2 separate regions of the Mus musculus genome follow, and region 2 is linked to region 1. A link is a contact called in public Micro-C data. All regions are on one chromosome and are shown on one strand. Each heading gives the region's core, a stretch centred on a gene start, on an enhancer-like site or on the middle of the called end of the contact. The rest is flanking DNA. Distances are from core to core; before and after follow the strand shown.

Evidence for each region. A called contact is a pair of places that touch in the nucleus more often than the background predicts.
Region 2: a Micro-C map of embryonic stem cells shows a contact between it and region 1, with 2.8 times the contacts expected there. The contact joins the promoter of Elovl7 here to the promoter of Ercc8 in region 1. A contact is called at or near these places in 2 of 39 promoter capture datasets (HPC-7-derived erythroid cells and pre-B cells), 8 of 484 Hi-C or Micro-C datasets (CD8 T cells, embryonic stem cells, granulocyte-monocyte progenitors and 3 more), 2 of 115 datasets of contacts at active chromatin or transcription factors (embryonic stem cells and memory CD8 T cells) and 2 of 9 other capture datasets (adipose tissue and pancreatic islet).

What each region holds. Positions count from the first base shown.
Region 1 is chr13:108,154,581-108,160,946 of GRCm38.p6, reverse strand. Ercc8 (excision repaiross-complementing rodent repair deficiency, complementation group 8) reads right to left here and starts at 2,209. Exons shown (of 12, transcript NM_028042.4): 1 at 2,077-2,209; 2 at 217-312. The coding sequence starts at 2,153. It overlaps Ndufaf2 (NADH:ubiquinone oxidoreductase complex assembly factor 2), which reads left to right and starts at 2,322. Exons shown (of 4, transcript NM_001127346.1): 1 at 2,322-2,504. The coding sequence starts at 2,378.
Region 2 is chr13:108,212,927-108,219,126 of GRCm38.p6, reverse strand. Elovl7 (ELOVL family member 7, elongation of long chain fatty acids (yeast)) reads right to left here and starts at 4,723. Exons shown (of 8, transcript NM_029001.5): 1 at 4,627-4,723. It also overlaps the pseudogene Gm32376.

The DNA.
Region 1 (6,366 bases), core at 960-3,459:
ATTTAACATGAACATATTAATGCCACATTTGGAATATCGATCTGATAACATTTTGCGTATTTGATTTTCGATTTCAAATGAATAGATGCTTTTCCAACAAACGCTACAATTTACAACTTAAAAAAAAAGTATTTGTAAGAGCTTTCTTGTAATCAGTCTGAAAAGGCAAGATTTTTCTGCACCTCACTTAGAAGGAAACGTGAAGCCGTAACTTACTATCTTCCTTCAACGGGCTCAATGTCGAGGGTGTTAACCCCACTGCCATGGATTCTTTCCACATCCCTGTCTTTGTTTAACTCCAGCCCCAGGACCCTTCAAAAAGGAAAAAGGAAAAAAGATAAAGCAACGATAAGAAAAACATTTAGTATCAATTCCTTATTTCCCCAAGATTACCACAAATTCTGCAAGGCTTTAGCTTCTTACTACATCTAAAGATATTCAGACTTATTAATGTAGGCCTCTAAACAAGTTTTAAACTGAAACACTACTTTAAATTTCATTTAAGCCTCCCTAGTGCTGTGATCCATTAACACAGTTCCTCGGATTGTAGTGACCCCAACCATAAAATTATTTTTGCTGCTGCTTCATAACTGAAACTGTGTTTCTGTTATGATTCATAATATAAATATCTGATATGTAGGATATACGTAACCCCTGTGAAAGGGTAGAGACACACAGGTCGAAAACTGCTGATTTAAAGCTTTTAAGTCCTTAAAAAGTTATCTATGGATAAACAAGCTTTCAGGGAAAGTTAAAAATTCCAATAAACTTGGCTGATGACACCTAGTGGATAAAAGTTTGAATTGCACAATTTAAAGATTCTCTTAGATGTCTAAGACTGTAGAAATACAAACTATTATCAATGCCACAGTTAAAATGAAGTGAAGCGGAGGAGGGTTAGCGGTACCAAAGCGCAGCAAAGCTTTAGGGCGCAAGTGTTAAACTTCTTGATACGGTGATGGTCTTAAAAACATGTCAGCACTCAGCATGTTTTACGCAACCATGAAAATTTCATTTTTCTTTCTGTAGGGGTGCGGTGGAGTGGCATATGTCATTATGCAGCTCAGTTTGACCTGGAACTTGCTTCGGTAGCCCAGGCTGGGCCAGAAATCTTCCTCCATCTGCTTCTAGGAACCTGGGGTCACAGGCTTGTGTCACCAATGTTCAGCGTGTTCAATATCCAGTTTATGTGAATTACAGCTCCAGGTTGTAAACATCCTTTAAAAGATGTTGCCTGAGAGCGCCAAATGTAATGTTTACTATGCTTTTGTCACTAGCAGATGACAGGGAAGGACATCTTCTCTGAATAAATTAGGACTTTCCAGTTCAGTTACAAAAATAAATGAGAATTAAAGAATAACCTCATTACTTTAACAAAACAATAATCTTCACTGAAGCGTGAATATATATATATAATTTCAGTGTAATTTAACTAAATACTAGACCCCGTCAACATTGTTCAAATTTCAGTTACTAAGAAACACCATAAAGCTCAAAGCTCCAAAGCTATTTCATCTACAAGCCACTATATAAATAGCACGTGGTTGGGGACTTATTTACATGCCTTCTTTTCGAAATCCGTACGATTGATTTCTGTACACCTGTTACTCGGTTTACAAACACAGTCAAAGCATGCAGGTTCGTCTGTGCCTCAGAGATAAACCCACATGAAATTCTACAAAAATAAAGGCATTGGTCAACAGAACCAAAGCGCACCAAAGAAATAAGAAGCAGTCATGTTGGCAGTGAGGGTCCAGTGGAAGGCCGTGGGGTGAGCTGGCCGTGAGGATGTTCACAGTCCTGCCATTGGAGAGCCTGCCATCAGGTCTCTCCTGGAGTGACAGTTATCTAACTCGGCTCCCTGGTTACTTCCAACTACATCCTTCATGTACACAGCAAGCTACAATTACTGTGACCTGGGTTTTTCCTTCACACTCTCCCCTACACGCACACGTGGGTCTTCCTCCTCCGGCTCCTGCCGACTTCATCTTCAGCCCAGTCGGTCCTGCGACCCGATCTCCCTGCTCCAGACTCTCCCTTGGCACCGGAAGAGGAAAAGACACGCGCGTGACTCACCTCCGTGTGGACTGCGCTCTACGCAAGCGAAGAGGGTCCTCCAAACCCGACTGTCGAGCGGACAAAAAGCTCAACATCTCGGGTCCACACACCGGCTGGAGGCCTGGGCGCTGCCATGACAGACCGGGGAACTGGGGGATGCAACAACACGGGCTCTCATTGGCCAATCAGCGATGTGGCCTGACCAACGGAGAGCGGCGTTACTGGGGGGCTCGGAAAACGCCGGGCAGTGGGCGGAGCTTAGCGTGGGCGTGTCCTCCGGTGGCGGGTTGAAGCCTCAGACCTTGAGTTCGGCGCAGGCATGAGCTGGTGGTCCGGTGTGTGGCGCTCTGTTTGGAGCGCCTTGTCCAGGGAGGTGAGGGAGCACGTGGGCACGGACCATCTGGGGAACAAATACTACTACGTCGCCGAGTACAAGAACTGGAGAGGTGAGAGCGAGGAGAGGATACCGGTCGATGGATGCGCGTCCCGGGCGGGTGGCGGCCGCCGTACTTGGGGGCCGGGCCTCGGGTGCCCTGGTCCCTGTCCCGGGTCCCAGGACTTGGCGGTTGCCTTGGGCGACGAAGTTTGGACCCGGTCCTGCCAGAGGTTCTGGGGAGCATCGGGAAAGGCCTTGCGCCAGTGCCTTGCCTTGGTCTTCAGATCCGGGTTGTCCGCAGAGTTTGCGGTTCTTGGTGTCGCAGTGTCTGGCGCGCTCTCCCTGTCTGTCGCCGTCCTTGTCAACCCAGAACTTTCCGAATACACTGATCCGTTCTAATGTCCAGGTCGATTTCAGAAATGTGTGTCTAACTAAAACTGTTTTCAAGAACTGGAACGGTTTAGTTAAGAGGTGTTCTTTTATAGCCAGGCTTTAATCCCAGCACTCCGAAGGCAGAGGCGGATAGATCTCTGAGTTCGAGGTCGGCCTGGTCTATAGAGTGAGTTCAAGGACAGCCAGGGCTACACCTAGACCCGTCCCCCCGGGGGGGGGGGGGGGCGTTCCTTGTATGTGTGTGTGTTTGTGACTGTGTGTCTCTGACTCTCTCTGTCCCCACCTCCCCGCCCCCCTCCTCCCCCGTCCCCCTTGCAGCAGGCCACACAATGTCTTTTACTTTTCTCTATTGCTCCAGTATAGAAAGTCGCAGAGAAAGAAGTTGGGTCAGAGTTTAAGCGCTGACTGAGGCAGCTTAGGCACAAGTCCATTTTTCTCACTTAGGTGGTCTTACATGAAAGAGATAATAGTAGTGTCTGTCGCTACTGGGACGGTTGAAGACTGGTCCAACAACTGTGTTTCATTAATTTCTCACAATATTAACTATGTTAAACATTTATAAAAATGTTTTTCTTATCTTTAAAAAAGATTTATTAATTGTGTGTGTATTGCCTGCAGGTGTGTAGTTGTGTATCTGGTGTCAAAGCTGTTGGAACTGGAGTTGATGGTTGTTTAGCCACCATGTGAGTGCTGGGATTTGAACCTGGGTCTTCTATAAGAGCAGCAAGTGCTCTTAACCTCTGAGCCATCTCTCTAGTACCCACTTAACCCTTTTCTAAAACTTACTACCTTGAACTTTTTTGCCCACTGAGCATTTAAATATGCTGCCTCTGCTGCCTGTACCCAGATATCCACTGATCTGGGTTTCTGATGCTACAAATTGGTCTTCGTTTCCTACAGGTTTTAAACGTGAATATTTGTATATATGTCTTTATAGATTTCTTTCTGGGTCCTGTATTTAGGATCATTATTTTGAAGTTCATCTTTATGTGCATCAAAATTTTTACCTTGTTGCTAATGTTCTATCGTGTGGAATGCAGTATATATAGTTTTCTTACCTGCTCACCTGTTCATAGATCTTTGGATTAGTCCCTGTCTTAAGACTGTCACAGATAAATGATGAGACTTATAGATATAATGCGTTCATTTCTCTTTTACAAGGAGAACGCCTGGATCAGCCTGGAGATGTAGGTTAAACTTTGTGAGAAACAGACAGAGTGGCCCTAGTGGCCCATCCGCCTTTAGTCCCAGCACTCAGGAGGTAGAGGCTAGGGAATCTCTGAATCTGAGGCCAGCCTAGTGTACAGAGCAAGTTCTGGAATAGGTAGGACTACACAGAAACACTGTCTCAAAGGAAAAAAACAAAACAACAACACCCACCCCCCCAAAAAAGAGAGAAAAGAAACAGCTTGAAGATCCATTTTGTACCCCCACCAGCACCAACAGTTGAACTAAAGGGTTCAACTGTTAGGCATAATACATACATAATTGATACATACAGATACTCAGTTTTTCTTTACTGTTTACTTTATTTCTAATGAACTGAGTTTATTTGTAGTTGTTTTCCAGGACTGAGGAAATGTCTCACTGGGTTTCAGCCCTTGCTCAGCACACAGGAAGTTCTGAGTTCGGATCCCCAGCACCAAAGCCAGGGATGGCTGTGTGTACCCTACTCCCTAGCTTTGTAGGAACAGACTGGCAGCTCCGAGAGGTCAGCCAGCCTAGTCAGTAGGCAAGTTTCCAACCCAGAGACAGGTGGTGTCTCAAGGTAATGAGGCGGAGAGTATAGATAGAGGAGAAGGCCTGCCGTCCAGCTCTGGCCTCCACATGCCTGTGCACAGGATGTGCGCTGGCACACACAGAGCACCCAGACACAGCACAACTTCCTTTTCAAATTCAAACGCTATAAAACTAGCACACATCTCGCTTTTTGGTGGGTCAGGGCTTCATCTAACTTCATCATGATCAGGATACTGCCTTCAGTATCAGCTGACCCTTGACTCTCTAGGTTCGTAACCTTGCTAACTGATTATTATGCCAATTAGAGTTTTGTCTTCTTGAGAATATTATCTGGAGAGTCATACCATCTGTAACTCTTAAAAAATGGCCTCTTCCATTCAGCATGATGCCTTTAAGATGTGAAGAGTTATCAGTAGTTTGTTTCCTATTATTGGTGACTAACAGTCCGTGTCAAGGATATGCCGTAGTTTGTATGTTTACATTGAAGGACATTTGGGCTGAGTCCAGCTTTTGATGTTTATGAATGGAGCTGCCACAGAATTCACATATGGGTTTTGCATGAGCATTAATTTTCATTTCCCCAGAGGTATGACTGATTCTTAGCCTTTTCCTACCATTTAATTTCCACATGAGCTCAGTGCTCCAACTTGCTCCAAAAAATGTGAATAAAATACTTAACATCACAAGACCTTGTTGGAGTGCAAGAGAAATAAATTGGAAAATGTCACTTTAAGAGAGTGAGGTTTAAGTCCCCATCAACTGGAGTTAAATTTGGATTCCTTTTTTTTTTTTGGTTCTGTGATTTCTTTTTTCACTTGTAGTTTTCAGCACAGGGAGTGTGCATATATTTTGTTATATTTGCTTAGAAGTTTCTTGTGTTGGATACTATGAAGGGTATGTATGTGTTGTTTTGGTTTTCTGTTTTCTCCTCTGAAACAGCCTCAGTATGTAGCTTTGGCTGAACTAGACTCACTGTGTAAACCAGGTTGGCTTGGAACTCATAAAAGATCCACCTGCCTTTGGCTTTTGGCTCTCCCGTGCTAGGATTTTTATTTACCTTTTGCGTGCGTGCGTGCGCCTGTGCCTCTGAGTGCGCAGGCACACACGTGTTCCTATGCATGTGTACCTCTATATGGAAGCCAGAGATGAATGCCATCTGTCTTCTTCAGTCACTGTCTACATTATTTTTTGAGGCAGGGTCTCTTGATGAACCCCGAGTTCACTGATTGAGCCTGATTGACTGGCCATTGTGATGCTGGCTGTCCCTGGGGATCGTCCTGGCTCCACCTTCTCTGCCTTAGGATTATAGGCACATGGTACAGGAGCTGGTGTTTCACATGGATGCAGGGATTTGAACTCAGGTCCTCACACTTGTATAAAAGCACTTTACCCATGGAACCATTTCCTTAACCCAGCTTTTAAAACTCCCTTTGTAAGCTTAATCTAATAGCTCCTTGCTTGTTCCCTGTTAGCTCAGAAGGTTTTTGTTTTTTTTTTTTCATGAGTGTATCTCAAAATTGTTTACTCTCATAAACTGAAATATATGGGCTGGCGTTTTAGTTAATATTGACTTGTTTATTCATTATGTGTGTGTGCATGGGTCTGCTTGGGCCACAGGGTGCTTGTGGCTAGCAGAAGAAGCCTTGGGACAGAAGATAGCTCTCTCCTTCTGCTCTGTGGGTTTGGGGATTGAAGCTCACTCGGGTCGATAGCCTTGGAAGCAAGTACCTCTGCTTTTGGAAGCATCTGACTGGCCCATGACTTTGTGTTAGGTTTACAGGAAAGCTATTTGGAAGTTA
Region 2 (6,200 bases), core at 3,474-5,973, 56 kb before region 1:
TTCACAGGTTCCTTACCTGCTTGCAGGAACCCCTTCACCCCCCACTACAGAACAAAAGAAAAAATCTTCAGTAAGTAAAAAGCAAGGCTCTCAGCAAACCTTTCCCCTGCCTCATAGGCAACTTGATCTCATGCAGTTTTATATAGTTATGCAAAAGTATTTTCAGTGGAGGACATTAAGACATCCATATCAACCTCTAGTCTATACACACACACACACAGAGAGAGAGAGAGAGAGAGACAGACAGACAGACAGACAGAGAGACAGAGAGAGAGAGAGACAGAGAGAGAAAGAGAGAGACAGAGGGAGGGAGGGAGGGAGGGAGACAGAGGCACACACAGTCTTTCATACACAGACACACACATAGTCACACATAGAAACTCAGACAGAGAGAGGCACACAGTCACACACAGAGACACACACAGAGGCACACACACAGAGACATGCAGTCTCTCTCACACATACAATGAGAGAGAAGTGTGTGCATGCATGTGTAACACACACACACACACACACACACACACACACACACACACACACACTTTCCAACTCTCAGTTCTTCTCTGCACTTTCTTTCCCTGGATTTCATGTACCAACTGTCCCCCATTTCCCAGTTGCCCAACCTTCTTCTCCGATCTCCAGCGAGCTCCCTAGTCTGTCTCTGTTTTACCTGCCCCACTTGCCTTTGTATGACAGCAGCTCAGTACATTGTCCCACTAACCCACACAGCCTTGGACAGCTTTCAAGCCTGTCCAGCCCACTCTGCCTGACATGCACCTGACAGTCAAATGTTTTCTCAGGCCACAACTTGTAAGCCTTTGTCCGCCATTGGCACTGTGCCTTACATTAAAAGGAAAGAGCCTGGGCTGTGTTATTTATGATTGCTACCTAGTGCTTTTCCAGAGGGGTCGGTTGTTAGCCTGGAAAACTTGTTGAGTCACACGGAAGTCAGTTTCTTTCTCACTAGTATTTTAAGGTAACAGACAAGTTCTCGGGGGATGCTCAGTGGATAAAGCCCTTGTTGCGCAGGGGCGAGGATCTTCGTTTGGATCCCAGAGCCCGTGTAAGAGCTGTGTCCATTCTTCACACCTGCAGCTTCTCCCCTTCTGCTTTAATGCCACATAAGTTCCAGTCCCTCAATTTCTGTCCCTTCTCCTTCCTAAGTCCTTTCCCTCCCCTACTAATGACCTTTTTGGTGCCCATAAACAGGCATAGATGTATGTACCTCTGTGGTTGCTGATTTGGAATCCTCGGGCACACGCCCAGGTACAACTGGATCTTATGATAGTTTCTATTTTAGATTTTTAAGACTACCCTACACTGACATCCATAGTAAGTATACCAGTTTTTACATTTCCCCCAACTAGGGCAGGCATAATACATCCTTACAGGCATTTGTGGTTCTCTGTAGAAACATTTCATTTGAATAATATGTAAGAACTGTATGTAACAGTCAGCTTACTGCTATCATTTATATAAAAATGGTACTTTTTTTTTCTAAGCCCAGTGTGTTACGATGTGCTTTTAATTGATGTGTATCAGTTATGAAGCACAGTAGGAATTTTCACTGTTGTAGAAGGCCAAAAAAAAAAAAAAAGTTTTCTTGAAAAGGGTCTCATGTAGTCCAGACTGAACCCAAACTCACTATATAGCTAAAGATGATCTTGCACTTTTGATCCACCTGCCTCCACCTCCCAAAATTTGGGGGTACAGGTATGTGTCACCATAGCTCAACTTAGACATCCTATCTTTTATCTGCCAAATTGGTAGAGGTTATCAACTTTCCCATAAGTTCTGAGTGTTCAAGGCTGAAGACATGTGAGAAATATTCCTCTCATAGATCTGCTGATAGTATAATCCATAATATATGATATGAATCATTAAAGTCCAGATTGTTTCTACCATATCTACGGTGGCTTGAAATAGCATCCTTCCCTACCTTAAAATTGATGCTTGCACAAGAGGTACATCATAGAGAATAAACAATCTACTGAGGAAAAACCCTACCTCTTGGCCGGTCAATATCTTGTCCTCTTATCTCATCATCTCAAATCTTTCCATGTGCAGCCAACTCTTTGCTGGCCTCGTCTCCCCAGCTTAGTTCAGACACACAGGCTTGGTGAAAGGAGTGTTGCTTATCCTGACTGCACCCTCCTTCCATGTCATATGTAATGACAGAATAAGACATTAAATATAGCCACTGCCTCACCTGTTCACTAATGTTTTATGCACTTTTATGTATGTACTGTATTTCCAATTTTTTTTAAAAAAAGATTATTTTGAGATAACTTACTGTTGTTTCCTATTTTGTTTTGAGATTCACACTTCCTATAAAATTTGGCTCCTGTATCACACCAGGAGATGCAATGATGAATCAGGACGACTGGGTACCTCAGCGTGGCAATACACTCAGCAGAGGTTTTTCTCTGCTCCCATTTGCATTGTCTGCCAGTTCCCCCACGCCTACCAGTGCAAACTTATGAAAGGCTGGCTTCTACTACCATCAAGGCTACTACTGCCCTGAGCTACCTTAGCTCACGGTGCACTTTGGTCTACAAATATCTATTAAGTGACTACTACAAAGAATGCCTGATAGTGTAACATTTTAAGTTGCCCAGGACCTGGAAGAAAGCAAACACTTACTAAAGAAGATAATCAAAATGTGTATTGACTGAGGATGGGGCTCAGTTTGGTTCGATGCTTATCTAGCAGGCATAAAGCCTCCGGTTTCCCTCTCCAGCACTGAATAATACTGGAAATGGTGGCACATGCTTATAATCCCAGCAATTCAGAGGTTAGAGGCAGGAGGATCTGAAGTTTAAGGTCATCCGAGGCTACACAGAGAGTTCGAAGCCAGCCTGGAATACACGAGACCTTGTCTCAAAATAAATAAGAGGGAAAAGAAAGGTGGGTATGATGAGTGATAGTATGTGTTCGCTTTGGGAAAGAGGAAGTGTGGTGAAGAGCGATGGGAGGGGTGCAGGCTGAGACTGACAAAGGCAGGAGAGATCTGGAGAGAGCTGGATAAATCCATAATTGGGGTTAGGGAGTGGTAGCAGGAGGCGGGATGGCTGAGATTTTGCATCTTGGTGACTAGGTTAATGGTGGCGGAAACCATCTTCTACGGGAGCGTTGGGAAGGCCTGGGGCACAGAAACGGAGTATTATAACGTCTCCTCAAAGATATTAGACTCAACTGAATACACAGGGCCCCTGGATTGTAATTGAAGTTAAGTAGACTTGAAAAATGAGGTTTTAGGAAGTCAACCTGTCAATCTAATTTTTTATCTTTTAAAGATATCTATCTTATAAAGGGCTGGGCACGTGTGGTTCACACCCCGTAGCAGGGAGACAAGAAGAGGGATCAAGAGACTGATATCAGCTTTAGCTGCTACAGTAAAAAACAAACAAGGAGGAAAAGGGGCCAGAGATTAAGTGTCCCGGGCCTGATGCTTGAACCTGCATAGTGCTTAGTAGCAGTAAGAACCAAGAACTCTGGGTTCATCAGACTAGCAGAGTGGCCAAGAGCTCCTGGCTGGCTGGAAGCCAAGCCCCAAACTGAAAACAATATCTACTTGAAGACTGACAGGGTTAAGCTCTCAGTGTCAGGCACACAGCACTGGATAAGCATCTGCTATGGGGTAAAGGGAAAGGGATTTTTTTTAAACCTAGTCCTCGATGACCTTGGGGAGAACAATTTCCCCCGAACAAAAACTGCAAATTGTAAACCACAAGCGCAAAGTACGGCGGCGGCGGCAGTCACTAAAGAGGATGAGTTTTATACAAGAAACGCAAAACAGGAGTGAGTGGAAGAAAAGATGACTTGGGAGCTCGGAGCTGAGAGAAAACGCTCATGGGCAGCTTCAGGGACAGGAGGGAGTTCAGTAGGCAATCGCCGGGTCTCTGAAACTATTGTTCAGTGGGAGTGGGACTTTTGTGCCTTGCTGCCAGCCGGACCGCTCCCACCCCGAGTTCCAGTTAGTCCCCAAAGGCGCTCCTCTGAATCCGGTAAGTTTGAATCAGCGAGGGCTGATAAGAAAGAAAGGCCCACTTCACACCACAAGACACCTAGGCGATAAATGACAGGAGTTGCCACTCCGTCTCCAGAACGACCTGTTCCACAGCCGTGGACTCATCCTCCCTCCCTGGCCCGCAGCAGTCACCGGGACGGGATGCTGTTCCCGGAGCCAAAGAGACAGCGCCCTGAGTTCCCTCGGGCAGGCGGGACGCACCCAGAAGCAGGAAGAAGGGATAGCTGGTTTGTGAAGAGGAGTCTGGGAAGCCAGGACCCGGAGCCGAGAAAGTGACCTCCGCGGTCCAAGGTCGAGCAAGACCTTCCCTCCTTGAGTCTCAACCGCAGCAGCTCAGCACCCCATGCCCCGGAGGGCCCCGATCTTCCCTAGGGGTACAGGGCTCCAGGGCTCCGGGAGGCACAGGTGAGCGCGGCGCGCCCGACCAGCGAGCAGCACCGCCAGGAGGGAGGCCCTGCCCGGCCCCACGCCGCTTCCTTTCCCGTGCGACCCCCAGGGGCTCGACCCCTTCGGCTCGCGCGTCCTTCCCCCGCAGCCCTCCGCGCCACCCCCGAAAGCCTCGCCCAGTCTGCTGGGGCCCGCAGCCCCGCACTCACCGCGCCGAGGGGCGAGCAGCGCGCGCGGGAGCCGAGGGCGGCGGCGGGCAGTGCGAGCGCAGCTCTCACAGCGGCCCCTGCTGCCGGGGCTGCGGACCAGGCTGCGAGGGGCGGAGGCGGTAGGGTGGCACCTGCCGGCTCTCCCAGCCCCGCGCGTCACCCGGGACCGCCCCCCGGCCCGCCTGCCCGTCGCCGCCAGGTGACGCCGAGGGGTGGGGTGTCATGCCAGCCTCTCCCGCTGCCGCCCTCGCCGCGGGTAGAGCCTGGCCCCGAGCAACCCAGGGTGCAGTAGGGGGCCGGTTCCCGTCCGCTCTACTGGTGCCCTTTCTTTCTGAGAGTGAATACCAACATCTGGATTCATCCGCATGCTTAACCAAAATACTATGGGAATTGTCGTCCTGCTTGACTCTAATGGATTACAGGACCGGTCGAGGGAGGGCGCGGCTGGAGGGAAGAAGGGATGAAGGAGAAATAGGTCTCTAAAATGGAGACCAGACCAGTAAAGATGCCCAAGCCAGATTTTGGCAGCTCGATCCCTTTTAATTATTAAGAATGAATTGTTGAAAAATAGGAGGCGCGGGGAGGCTTTTAGTGCAATGAAGAACAGACTGTATGCAACTTTTTTTTATGGTGATCAGAACAAGGAACAGAGTCTAGCAAACTCCCGTCTCCTTCACTGATTGATGGATTGGAATTGCTGAACTGGATGAATGTAGGCCTGTGCTTGTGCACTGGACTTTTTTTTTTTTTTAATGAGCTAGTCCTGTGTTTAGTTATGATCATAATAAACACTGTAACGATTTCTAAATCAAGCACAGGAAGGCAAAATGTAAGTCTAGAGGTATCTGCTTCTATAGCAAAACCTAAAACTAGAATTGATCTTTCAACTAGAACATCCCCTATCCTCCATCCCCCTCCTACACTCCCGAGAGTTTGCCTTCCCTGTGCGGACTGCCTCACCACATGGGCTCTGCTTGCTCTAGAGTTCCTAGCCTAGAATCAGGGTAAGAAGTCTCTTGACAAGTAGAGACCTTGCATAGGGAAAGCAAAAACAAGCAAGCAAGACAGCCTTCCATGACCCAACCCTAGAACATTGAAAATAAGGTTTCAGTGTCTACCTAAAACTCTGGGCACTCCCACTGAATAGTCAAGGAGACAGCAACTCCCAAAGGACAGAAGTTCAAATGCAAATTAAGACGCTGAAGATATCTTCTACTGGAGATGTAACTTGGTGGTAGAGGGCTTGCCCGGCTTGTGCAAGTTCCTGAGCTCAGTGCTTTACATCAATCAAAAAACAAACTAATGAATCCTTGTTTATGCTCTTCTTTCATGTTACAAATAAGTTGTTTGGTAGATTTGGAAACGCCTTAAAAATTAGAGACAATTGTCACATGCCTGTCACTGTTTCTGTCTGTATAAAATTTCAAACATGCAAGAGCCTAATTAGATTCATTTAATTAGATTTAAGACCTATTTAATGCTGTTACCCCCACCCCACCCCACCCCACCCCAGGATCTAAAGATCCAGCAGACAACCAAAACAAACTAAAAATGTTCTGTCTTTTCAGGGAGGG